Linked DNA regions of Mus musculus: region 1 is linked to region 2. A link is a contact called in public Hi-C data. All regions are on one chromosome and are shown on one strand. The core of a region is the stretch at or near the end of the contact, and the rest is flanking DNA. Distances in the headings are between cores, read along the strand shown.

Region 1 (5,903 bases), core at 1,695-4,194, 590 kb before region 2:
AGAGGGTATGTGTGTGCTGGCTGGCCTCCCTGAGAACAGTGAAAAGCCGCCTCCTCCACTCTGTCCACTAGGTGGCGGTCACAGCCAAAGGACTCACAGCCTTTGTGGCGCTTGTGAAGTCTTTCCATGAGTGATAGTAAAGGAATTTTATGCACGAGGCTGCCCCTGAGATGTGAAAATCCAGCTCACGTTGCTTGATGATCAAACCCTGAGCCCCAGATGACCTGGGAAGCTCGGGAGAGGAAGTTGGCAGGCAAGGAGACGGAGATATGGAGACAGGGATGGCCTTGCCAGGACTGAGGTGGCTGCATTTTCAAGAGCATCCCTGGTTGCTGTTTGTGTTTCTATTCGGTGCTCCTTGACTAGAAATAGAGACGTTTTTAATGATACAGTGTATCCATGTATCCAGTCAGACAGCTACAGACTTAGAAACAAATCATTTTAAAGGAGAAAAAAAATATTTCCAGCTCCCACAGGGAGGTTGTCACCCACAGCATTTTGCTGTTAGTTTGTTGTTCAGTTTTTTTTTTCTTCTTTTATTATTATACATAAGTACACTGTAGCTGTCTTCAGATGCACCAGAAGAGGGCACCAGATGGTTGTAAGCCGCTATGTGGTTGTTGGGATTTGAACTCAGGACCTTCGGAAGAGCAGTCAGTGCTCTTACCCACTGAGCCATCTCTCCAGCCCCTGTTGTTCAGTTTCTTATAGGGCTAGAATTGGAACGTGGGCCCCACACTGGCTTTCTCTGATGCCTGTGTAGAAAGAGGAGGCTGCGCCTGTGCTGTTCCAAGTAGACTTTGTCTCTCTGGTTTGTTTGTTTGTTTGTTTGTCTTGGTTTTTTCTTTGAGTGTCGCCTACTTGCACCACCGTGATGATTATTTTACTCATGGCAATCTTCTTGCCTCTGCCTCCTGTGTAGTGGGATGGTTTATTTTGAAGTGCCCATCATTGGGATCTGTGGTCATTTGTGTTACTAGTTCCTGGGAGCACTGTTTGAAATTCATAATTACCGCGTCAGAGGGTGGGAACTTTTTATTTTTATTTTTATTTATTTATTTTTTGAGACAGGGTTTCTCTGGGAACTTTTAAAGTATCAAATACCTACCAGGAAAGGGACCCAGGGTTCCTTCTGTATCTAATGGTGAGGACGACACAGTGGGCTATGCCCATGGCAGAATAAGAAGACTGGGGGACATGACGCAAACGTCTCTGAAGTTGGGGGATCAACAAGGCTCTGTTTCCTCTCTGTCACCCTCAGTGATGCCCAAGGGCCTCAGGAACCTGCTTAGACTCCTTCCTCTCCCTCTCCTGGTTCTTTTCCATCCTTCCTTCTGCTCTGAGGCTGAGGCCCCACTGTCACGTCCCCCATCTGTGCCGAAAGCAGCTCTGAGACTGGAGTGTGAACACTCACAGAGCTTTGTATGATCTGTCCCCCAGGGCTCCGAGTGGAATGCATCCAATCTGGAGGAGCTGCAGGGCTCAGGGTAAGTCTGCTCCCGTCTTCCCCATCTCTCCAGGCAGCGTAGGTAGCCACTGCCTTGGCCTGCCCGCCTCATGGCCTCTGTCCGGTCTCTGCAGTGGCTGGAGGGGCTCATGTGCTTCAGAGTACTACACACAGTAACCCATGATTTGTAGATCCTTCCTGGAGTCTTAGGTGATTGTGGGGGTCTTGGAGCAGCTGAGTCACACCGGGGAATGTAGGACAGCCTGGCCCTAGGCAGGCTCTGAGCTCCTTCCCACAGCCCCACTCCCCAGAAGAATTGCCGAAAACCATTGTTGGAGAGTTACTGTAACAAACCATTGCATGGACACACACACACACACACACCCCTGTTGGCCTTGTATCGAGTCAGCAACTCTGAGAACTGAGCCACCCCTGGTAATCCTTTGGTTCTTGGTGGGAATCTTCTCGTGACCGAACAGTCATCGCTGGGCAGGAACTTGCCTGTCTCTGAGAAGTGCTCAGTAGCAGGAGTGAACCTTTGAGCTAAGCCCTTCAAGGAAGCTGTCACAAAACCACCGTTCTGTGGTCTGATAAGCTGGCCTTCTTGAACCAACTGCAGTTGAAAACTGAGACTAAACAGAGCTTAAAAGTATATCCTTAGAACTTCCGGTCAGAGGTATCCACCACCACCCCCCACCCCCCCAGCAGAGTGCCTGGCCAGCGTGCGGTCAGACCTCACGCTTTCGTCTTACTGGGAATAAATGCATGATTCAGGGAACTCTCTTGAGATGTTGTTACTTAGGGTGAAAGCTATTTGAGACCCTTTCCAGTTACCAAAATTGTTTTGGTTTTCAGGAAATGAGTGTACTGGTTAAGGGTGGAGGCTGTGGAGTCTGGGTTAGCAGATGCTCTCAAATAGGACAAGAGTTACAGAAGGCACAGTCTGCCTTTTAACTCTTTTAAGAGCAGAGGTTTGGTTTTTAAGACAGTATCTTGCTCTATAACCCAAGCTGGTCTTGAATGTATTAATAAGTAAGGGGGTTTTGATATGACATGGGTTATTTTCGAGTAAGACATTCTTGTCCTATGAATAAAACTCCTGCAAAAATGACCACTAAGCAAAAATAAAAAAACAAACAAACCTCTCTCCCAAAGCCATGCCTTGTGGTCTGCACATCCTTTGACTTTCTGTCCGCAGGTTTTTGTTACTTTGTTTTCCCTGTTCCTCATTCTGGCTGGCTCTCTGGGCCCTTTGCTTCTTTTTCAGAGTTGACTACATTTTAAATGTCACTAGAGAAATAGACAATTTTTTCCCCGGCTTGTTTGCGTACCATAACATCCGCGTGTACGATGAGGAGACCACAGACCTTCTTGCCCACTGGAATGAAGCTTATCATTTCATAAACAAAGCGAAGTAAGTGTGTGGGAAGGCGGCCTTGGGAGGGACGGCAGCGGCAGGAATGAGTGGCGGGCCAGATAAGGAAGCTAACCTCGCAGTGGAAGTGGGCAGACAGGATCTTAGGGGAGGTAGGACTGTCTGGTGGACCTTTGTTTTAGCTACAGAACACCAGGCACTAAAGTGGGCAAGTAGCAATCAGCCCTCTCCATAGGGCGCCCTCACGTTCTCTTCCACCTGCCCTTGAGTGTGACATTGAATCCAGTGTTCAGCATCAGTGCAGACACCAGCCAGGCTTCAATACCCAAAAGCCAATGGGGCGCTCTCTCCAGGAAAGGGCCGGTATATGCTGGTCTTAGGGCTCTTGGACAGTTCCCCCAAGGAATGCAGGCTGTATCCTCTCCTGGGGTAGTTCCATGGGGTAGAACAGGGCAGCCCTGGGGCCCCTCCTTACTCTCCTTTGGAGCAGCTGTTGTATTGGCGTTCAAAGCAAAGACTCTGCCCACCCCCTTTCCCCAACTCCCACTCCCGCGCTGTGGAGAAAAACCTTCTTACTTAGAAACCTCCCAGTCAAAGCTACAAGGTGTATCCTTACCAAACCCTACTTTTTCTTGCTTTTCCAGAGCACAGACTCCTTGCCTGTGAGTTTAGAGCTGCGAAGTAGGGGGTAGGGGAGCGGGGGCTGGAATTGTAAACCTGGTATAGGAAACAGGAGCTTGCCAGGCCCCACCCTAGCTTCCCGGCTGCAGCCTCTGCCAGCCTGGCATGCCTTCACCTTCCCAGCAAGGAGAGGGTCACTGTTCCTTGTGTATCTCGTAAATCAGCTGCGCCTGGGCCAGCACAGCCTTCTTAAAAGTGGCAGATCGGCTCCATCTTCCCCCTGGCTCTGATCTCTCTTGGCCAGATTGCTCTCATGCCTCCAGGCTCGCTCTCTCTCCCCAGGGCGCAGCGTTTTCGTCTCTCTGGCTGGCCCTGGTTCCCGACAATAGCTCATTCAGGGCCTCCATCTGCTGTCAAAGCTCAGTGGCTTTTGTAGAACTCCCATTAACTGTCCAGGAGCTGCCCAGGAGGCCACTGTAGGTAGCCTCACCTATCCCGGTGGCAACAGAGGAGATTCTGGGTTTCCTGCAGCACGCATTGGAAAGCTGGGCCAGGCCATGCAGATTCATCTGTTCTCCCATTGTGTGCTAGTAGATCTCATGGCAAAGATATTTCCTGTAGAAGGTGTGTTAGACCTAAGACAGAGAAGGGTTGGAGCCGTGAGGTAACAGGGGGGTGGGACTATTAATCCTTACTCTCAATCCCCACAGAAGGAATCATTCCAAGTGCCTGGTCCATTGCAAGATGGGCGTCAGCCGATCTGCGTCCACAGTCATTGCCTACGCCATGAAGGAGTTCGGCTGGCCCCTGGAGAAAGCGTATAACTACGTGAAGCAGAAACGTAGTATCACTCGGCCCAACGCAGGCTTTATGAGGCAGCTGTCTGAGTACGAAGGCATCCTGGATGCAAGGTGAGAGAGCACCTAGACACAGGCTGGCAGACGACGCGGGCCAGGCCTGGCAGGAGCTCCCACAACTGGCAGCCAGCCTCCCGGGAGCTGGCTTGTAAAAAACAACTATTGTTTGGGCTCTGATTAGCGGTTTCCAGGAGCGATCCGTTTTGATTTTGTTGGCACATGTAGAAAGCTTGTCTCTCTGGGCGAGGGACAGTACTTAACTGCTCATCCAAGGCATGTCCCGGTATGTGGTGTGGGCTTGAGTGTCTCCATTTCCTAAGTACCTGCTTTATGCCAAACTCGAGGCTGAAGAGGCCACTGGTCTGATTCACCACAAATGAGCCCCGCAGTCTCCCAGAAGCCCAGTTCCATCTTCTAAGTTAAGGGTGCACCCAGAAGACTAGAAATGACAGGGTCCCAGGTTGTTTGTGTCAATGGTGGGGTTATTCACAGTAGCCCAAAGGCAGAAGACACCCACCAGTCTATTGGTGGATGAATGGATCAACAAACAAAGAGAGGCAGTTGGATGAAGGAGCTCCTGATTGTGGGCGAGGCTGCTTAGGGAGCTAAAGCTAGGAAATTGCCGGACTCGGAAGTTCAAGGCTGGCCCTGCCATATAGCAAGGTCCCATCTCCTTACCCCATCAAAGGGCAATTCTGACGTGCAGTATATTCCGAGCAAACTTAGGGGCTCTCGGGAAAAACTGTGTGGTCCCCATGCTTGCATGAGGTCCCTAGAGATGGAGAATGCGATCTTCCCAGAGGCCAGGGAAAGGACAGAGAGAGAGTGGTGGATGGTGTTCCTTCTGTACCATGAACAGTTCCGGAGACTACGGTGGCGGACAATTAGAGACTGGTGAGTAGTGTATATTCTGAACAGTTACAGAGATGGCAGGGCCGCAGTACTGGGACCTGTCCTGCCAGGCTGTGTAGATAGAAGTGGTCCAGGTGACACCCTTACCTCAATTTAAAAACTGGCCTGGCTCTCTAAGGATGCACAAGCAATCAGTACAGGTCCTGTGCAGGCTGACTTCCCATACATTCACACATGCAGCTGATAAATCTGCTCCCCACAGAAAAGTAAAATTCAGCTGCTTAGGTTGGTTTGTTTTTTTGGGGGGGGGCGTGTTTTGTTTTGTTTTGGAGACAGGGTTTCTCCATGTAGCCCTGGCTGTCCTGGAACTCACTCTGTAGACCAGGCTGGCCTCCAACTCAGAGATCCTCCTGCCTCTGCCTCCAAAGTGCTGGGATTAAAGGCGTGTGCCACCACTGCCTGGTGAGCTTCTTGTATTTCGAGTGAGCAGAGGGAGGCACCGCTGACAGGTTAATTTGTCTCTTGTCACACAGTGAATTCAGGTGTGCCAGGAGAGAGGTTGACACCCACATGTGTTGACTGTCACAAGAGAAAGCACTTGTTGCAGGGACCCCTGTCAGGGCTGTAAGGGTTTCCCTGGAGGTCCCACGCTGCTGAGGCAGGTACCAGTATCCGAGGACTCAGTTTCTCCCAGCTCCGTGTCCAGTCTGTACAAGCAGCCTCCTGGATTATTTCTAAGTAGAGTTGGAAG
Region 2 (6,383 bases), core at 1,071-3,570:
TTCCATTTAATTTTGTGATGTGTGTGGTGTAGTGTGGTATGATGTGGTGTGTGTATGTGTGTGTGTGTGGTGTGTGTGGCATGTGTGTGGTATATGTCTGTGTCTGTGTGTGGTGTCTGTTTGTGCCTGTGTGTGGTGTGTATGCATTAGGTTTTTCTATTTTAATGTATATATTGCATGGGAATGCATTTGCTCTTTCATGTGTAGTTAATATTAATCACTTACCACCAGCTGCTAGCAAAATCTTCTTGTAGCATAAGCACATTGTAGGACAACTTTACGCAGAGGCAGAACTTCGAGGATCGCACGGATGTCCCCTTAGTCACCTGCCATCACTCCCTTGATTCAGGTCCCATGCTGGGTCTCTACTAGACACAACTGCCCAGTGGACACTTGTCACCTGTCTCATGTGGCTGTTGCTCTAGAGACTTTAGTGACTGGAGTCAGTTTGTCCCTCCCTCTGGAAGGCGTCATGGCAGCAGTATGACCCAAGGTCACCTATGACCACTCAGATGTCGGCCCTTCACACCTCCGAGCCAGCATGCTGGTATGGAGTCCACACTTCCTGTGCCCCTCCCTGAGGCTCGTCAGTGCGCTGCTCCGTTTCCATCGGGAAGGCTCTGCTTTCGCTCTCTCCTCCGTTCTCTTATCGTGGAAGCCCGGCTTATTCTTTTGCCCTGGAGCCCAAGGTCTTCCAAGAATACACTGATTCCGCAGCTCTGGTCAGCACCCAGTGTGCTCTCAGGAAACAAGGCCCCAGCATCATCTCCTTGGCAGAAAGACTATGAGGGATGGGCCTTCATGTTTTCTCCCTGCCGTTGTTTTGGGTTTCCCTGCTGGTACTCGGTCAATTCTCCATCAGATTTCACCTCCCTTCTCCTGTAAAGAGTGCTCCTCACAGAGTTTCTTCCACCCGAGGACTCAATCCTGACCTCAGTCTGTCCACTCCCGAGTTTCTCTCACCCTGCCTAGCCAGAGCCTTTCTACCTTACTTGCCATTGATCTCTTGTTTTTGGAAAGAGTCCACCTCCTGGGAAATATGTCCAGTGAGAACTGGAACTGTCCGTGCAGCGTTCTTGCCTGACCTACTGTTTTTCTGACACTTGGTTGTGGTGGTGGTGGTGGTGGCGGTGGGGTTGTGGGTTCAGAACCCGCAGTGACACCTTTCCCATCTGTCCACGCTCTTGTGTGATGTTGTTCTGCCACACTCACAGACACTCCCCCAGCCTTCTCAGATCGCGATTCTCTGGCCCTATGTTCCTGCCCTCCTCAGTTGTGATCTGGCCCCTGGTTCTGGTCCCTCAGGACGAGACCAGGCTTTGGGAGAGGACCAGTGCTGACATGGGACGAGAATCTACGGCCGTTCCCAGCAGCAGGTATTGTTGTCAGGGTCCAATATATCATTAGTGAGAGTCTAATATACATTTAAAAAAAAACTCTTCCCTAAGGGTTGGGTTGTTTTTTTTTTTTTTTTTTGGTTTTTTTTTTTTTTTTTTTTTGTAAATATTTTATTCTATAGACTGTAGCTGTCTTCAGACACACCAGAAGAGGACATTAGACTCCATTACAGATGGTTGTGAACCACCATGTGGTTGCTGGGAATTGAACTCAGGACCGCTGGAAGAGCAGTCAGTGCTCTTAACAGCTGAACCATCTCTCCAGCCACCCCCCGCACCCCAACCCCAGCCACCTCTCCTTTAGCCTCGGGATCCCTTGGCCTTTGAATCTGTTGGTAATTTATTGGTTTGATTGTAAGACTTATCTCCTTACCTGGAGACGCGCCATGTGCAGATTGCCTTGGCTTGAGCTACTGGGACACAGTCATGTTTGCATCTTATTTGACTTCTTCAGACTCCCAACACTCATGAACACCACCACATCTGCCTGGGCACCCAGTTGCAGTGGCGAATGGCTTTGGTTCTTTTAGGCATAGTGACTCGCCTTGATGGCCACAGCGACTCACTCATCCCTAAACCCTTACCCACATCACAGGAGAGCCCTCTGAGGAAAAGGTGGAATAAGAGGCCACTATACTGGCTGATTTTCAAAATTCATGTCCGTATATGGGGAATGAAAACCAACACGTTAGCCCCAAATGCTGAGGTGACACTCATTGCTATAGGCAGGGGCTCTGTCTTTTCCACAGCGTCTGTGAGCCCTGAGCACATCATGCCAGATGAGCTGAGGTGGTGCAGAGATGCTGAGCTCACTCGGCTGCACAGACTCATGTTTGGGATCTAAAGCCACTGGGTTCCTTGTGGTAGAGAATAGAATGGTCCTGACCAGGGCTTGCAATCTGGAGAAACAGGGAGCGGTTGGTCCAAGGTTCAATGTTCCCGTGGCACAGGAGGAGACACAAGTCCTGGAGACCTGGGATTGGCTGAGGGCCGAGGGTTGGAAAGCTAAATTAGAATAATCCTAACAGATGAATCATTGGCCGAGGCCAGCTTCCACAGGACTGGAAGGGACTGTGTTGGCTAGCGAAAGGAAAATGTCACCATCAAGTCTCAGCCAACTGTCAACCCTATGAACCACAACAGTGAGCATGAGGCAAGAGACATCCCTGGACACAATGGTTGCACAGAAGTCAGTAGGAGCAAGCAACCACTTTGATTGAATTTAAGGCCTGGGCCACAGGAGGAAACTGTGGTAAACCTGGTACTATAAACCTAGCCAGGAACTCAGAGGCCCCAGGGGTGAAGCTACCACTACTGTTCAGCTAAATGGAAACAGCCTATACGTTTATATCTGTGTGTGAGTGTGTGTGTGTGTGTATGTATCCAGGTTGGGGCCCTCACTCAGACATCAGAGGAGTCTCTCTGTACAGCGGACTGATGCAGAAGATGTCATAAGGAGACAGTGGAGCCCAGAGTCGCTGAGCTGAGCAGAGAGGCTACAACAGTTGGTATATAGTTTGGAGCTGCTGGTATTGGGAAAACTGGAAGAAGAGACTGTTTAAGCACAATGTTGGGGAACTGAGGGAGGAATGGCTAGGAGAAGGGCTTGGCTCAAAACTGAGAGCCAAGAGAACTGGTTACTAACACAGGCAAGAAAAGAAGAGATGGATACTTTGTTTCAAAAAGCCCACAAGGTGTTTGCGGAGGCTTCGGATTGGGACACTCCCACATGGTTTTCTGCAGCAGATAGTTTGTTTGTTTTTGTTTGTTTGTTGTTGTTCTTTTCTCCTTTTCCTCACTCTGGGCTATTTTGATTGTAAAAAGGTTGAAAGACTGGCTGAGCCATTACAAAAAGTATACAAGGCTCAGGGCAAGTTTTCACTGTTTGTTGTTGTTTTACAAAAATTAGGTTCAGCTGTGAGCAAAGCCATATCAGACCCTGATCCAAGTGCTAATTGAGACCCAGGCATTTGAAAATGCAAATACGGAATGAAAAAAAAAGGTTATTAATCTATTAAGGTCGAGGGTGGCACCCAGGGAAGAGTGGATCGGGGAGACGACCTATCTTGGTCCGAGCATATATAATGCTGTTGATAACTGGGCAAGCCATAGCTAAAGACTCTAGATCTCAAAATGTGCAGCGCTTTAACTACAGGGTATATGACAGTTCACAACAAAATTGTGTATGAGACATCTCCAAGGACAATGGTTTTTCTAAATAGGAATCGTAAAGAAGGCCTAGGCTTCCGGGGGTGAGCTGGCAATGTGACAAGGGGTCGCCACTGGACCAATGAGTGTAGATCCAAAAGAGACCCAAGGCAATTTCTTGCCATCAGGAAACAAAATGGGAGCCCCACACAGCAGAAAGCACAAGCTGTTTGCCTCTCGTCAGCCAGAAAGTAACAAGCAGGCAGAAAAGGCTCAACTAAGCATTGCAGATCTACAATGCAGCCCCGCTCTAGACTCGGTCACAGATAAACATCCTACACTACCCCTCCCCCAATTCAGTTTTGTAAAATAACTACTGGAGTTTATGGTCCTTTGCCCTCAGGGACAGTAGGAATGGTCTCAGGAAGGAGCAGTTTGACTTCCCAAGGACTGATTGTGCATCCAGGAATTATAGGTGAAAAATTTCAAAGTAGAAATGAAGATAATGGCTTATGAAAAAAATATGCTTTAACACAGGTGATAGGACTGCTCAGATGTTACTGTTTGTCTATATCCAAGGCAAGGCTGCTCCCTGGAGAACAATCGATCAGGAGGGTTTGGAAGTCCTAGAAAATGCGCATTCTGGCAAACAGTTGTTAATGATCCGAGGCCAAAATTAAAGTTGCAAGAGAATGAGGTTGAAATAGACAGTTTGGTGGATACAGGAGCTGTTGCAACTATTACTTCACAAAAATCTTGGTATTCAGAATGGCCGCTTCAAAAAGTTTATACCCAGTTTCTAGGAATTGGACGTTTATCTCAGCTAAAACAGAATGTGTGGTGGGCTACATATTGATAGCTATATTTCAAGGCCAGTGTGGGACCAGAAGGTCATCAAGGAAAGGCATAAGACCGTCCAAGGCTGACATAGCCGTACATTTATGGGGGCAAGATTTATTTAAAAAGAAGGGATTGGGCCAGCAGATGAGAGGAGAAGGCACTTGGGGCAGAAGATGCCATTAGAAGACAGTGGGACCAGGAGAAGCTGAGCTGAGGCTTCAACAGTTGATACAGCCAGCCTGGAGCTGCTGGTATTGGGGAAACGGGGAGAAGGGGCTATTTAAGGAGGCCGTCGGGGAGCTTCAGGAGGAACAGCTGGGAGAATGCTCTGGAGGAACGCTGGGCTGTGAACCAGGAGAAGGGCAGACAGGAAGGTAAGAGAGCTGGTTGCTGTTCTAACAGCTAGGCCTTTTGCGGTGGATGGTGACTAACATTATTAACACAAACTCACAGTTAATCAGAGTGCCAGTGGAGGGCTGGCTCACACACAGGTATACACACTCACCATTCCCTTGCAGCTGGGGCTCAGGTAGCGTCACGGGGTGGAAGCAGGGGAGAGAACCACTGCGCTATACAAACTCACAGCAGCTGTGGTTGCCTCCAAACGCTAAAGGCAGGTGGCCATCATGGAGAGGCTCGAGAGTCCCCAGCCCAGGCTGAGAAGCAGTAGGGAGTGGTCTCTGGTCGGTCAACTGTGAGCCAGTGGATGATCTCACATGTCATACAAACGTATATCTGTATACGGGCAGCAGGGTTCTGTCGGCTGGGCATGGTGGGTGGTGTGCATCTTTAATTCCAGAACTCACAAAGCAGAGGCAGGTGGATCTCTGAGTTCAAAGCCAGCCTGGTCTGCATAGCATGTTCTAGGACAGCCAAGGCTACATCCATAGAGACCCTGTCTCAAAACAAATAAAATTTTTAAAAAAAGGAAAAAAAGAGGGACACGGAGTTTACAGGGGAATAGATCTGGGAAGAGTTAGTGGGAGGTGGGGAGGTGATTATGTTCACAAATGTATAATAAAATCATCAAAGGATTCATAAAATATATTAATATTGTACTATATTTTATAATAATAAGCGATCAGCTATACACTTAGCATCGTCTTAGCCTTTCAGCACTGTTAGAGCTTCATCCATGGCTGAAGCCGCTCTCTCCCCAGCAGACTCCTATAAGGAGCGGTGCACCTGCTTCTTGGGGCTTCAGTCCAAGGTGGATAAAAGCCTCCTCAAGACATAAAGTAAAAAGTCAGACAAACGGCGCCACATGCTGCATGCGGTTCAAGGAGCCATGATGCTGATGTTCTGTTACTGTTTCATGATACAAAGGATGGCCCTGAAATATAGCTATCAAAACTATAAGCTTGTTCCGCTTGTAGGCTGCTACACCATGAAAAACTATTCAAAAGGGAAAGGCCCGAGTTCAGGCTCTGCGAGGGCGCCTCTGTGATGTCCTCAGAACCGGCTCCTTACCCTGATCTTTTAGCCCATCCTGTCCCACTGTGACACAAGACTGCAGAGTTTATTGGGGGGGGGGCGACACACATTTATTCTTACCTCTAGAGTCTGGGAAAGTCTGAGATCAAGGGATGAGGGCAACCGTTCTGGCCGGTATTGTCATCCCAGGGCGCCTCCAGGCAAGAGAGAGCAGGCTCAGTCTGCCTTCACGTCAGCCCACCTCTCCAGGGAGGAAGCCACACCCTCAACATCCATTCACAACAGCTACACGGTCAGAGAGAACTGACCCGAACGTGACCCCCCATGGCTCAGCCTCACTGCAATTTCCCGTTCCAACCCAGGCTCCTTGAGGAACACCACTCAGCCCACAGCTGTCGCCAAGGTGCAGCCAGCCCTGCAAGGGGGCTCCAGGGAGCCTCCCTGTGCGACAGCTCCAGTTTCAGACCAGCGTGAGGAGTCAGCAGGTAAGTCTTACACCCCTTCCCAGAGTTCCCAAACAGGGTCCCCATCCACGTCCTGCAGTAACTCAAGAGACGCCCGTGA

Evidence for each region. Hi-C and Micro-C count contacts between places; a contact is called where the count stands out from the background.
Region 1: a Hi-C map of cerebellar granule neurons shows a contact between it and region 2, with 2.8 times the contacts expected there. The contact joins two enhancer-like sites. A contact is called at or near these places in 2 of 15 datasets of contacts at CTCF or cohesin (large pre-B cells and pro-B cells), 39 of 484 Hi-C or Micro-C datasets (the 63-12 cell line, B cells, the N1E-115 cell line and 21 more), 2 of 115 datasets of contacts at active chromatin or transcription factors (astrocytes and embryonic basal ganglia) and 1 of 9 other capture datasets (embryonic stem cells).

Annotation. Positions count from the first base shown.
Region 1 is chr5:113,948,837-113,954,739 of GRCm38.p6, reverse strand. It overlaps Ssh1 (slingshot protein phosphatase 1), which reads left to right. Exons shown (of 15, transcript NM_198109.5): 11 at 1,441-1,487; 12 at 2,715-2,861; 13 at 4,154-4,354. Among named protein-coding and RNA genes, the nearest start is that of Gm52826, 24 kb to the left of the region's middle. Within about 2 kb of position 2,944, at least 82 of the 459 cell types and tissues checked have an H3K27ac peak or open chromatin away from gene starts, as enhancers often do. A contact at or near this core is called in cerebellar granule neurons and cerebellum, where this site is marked.
Region 2 is chr5:113,358,783-113,365,165 of GRCm38.p6, reverse strand. No RefSeq gene overlaps it. Among named protein-coding and RNA genes, the nearest start is that of Aym1, 4.7 kb to the right of the region's middle. Within about 2 kb of position 2,320, at least 9 of the 459 cell types and tissues checked have an H3K27ac peak or open chromatin away from gene starts, as enhancers often do. A contact at or near this core is called in cerebellar granule neurons and cerebellum, where this site is marked.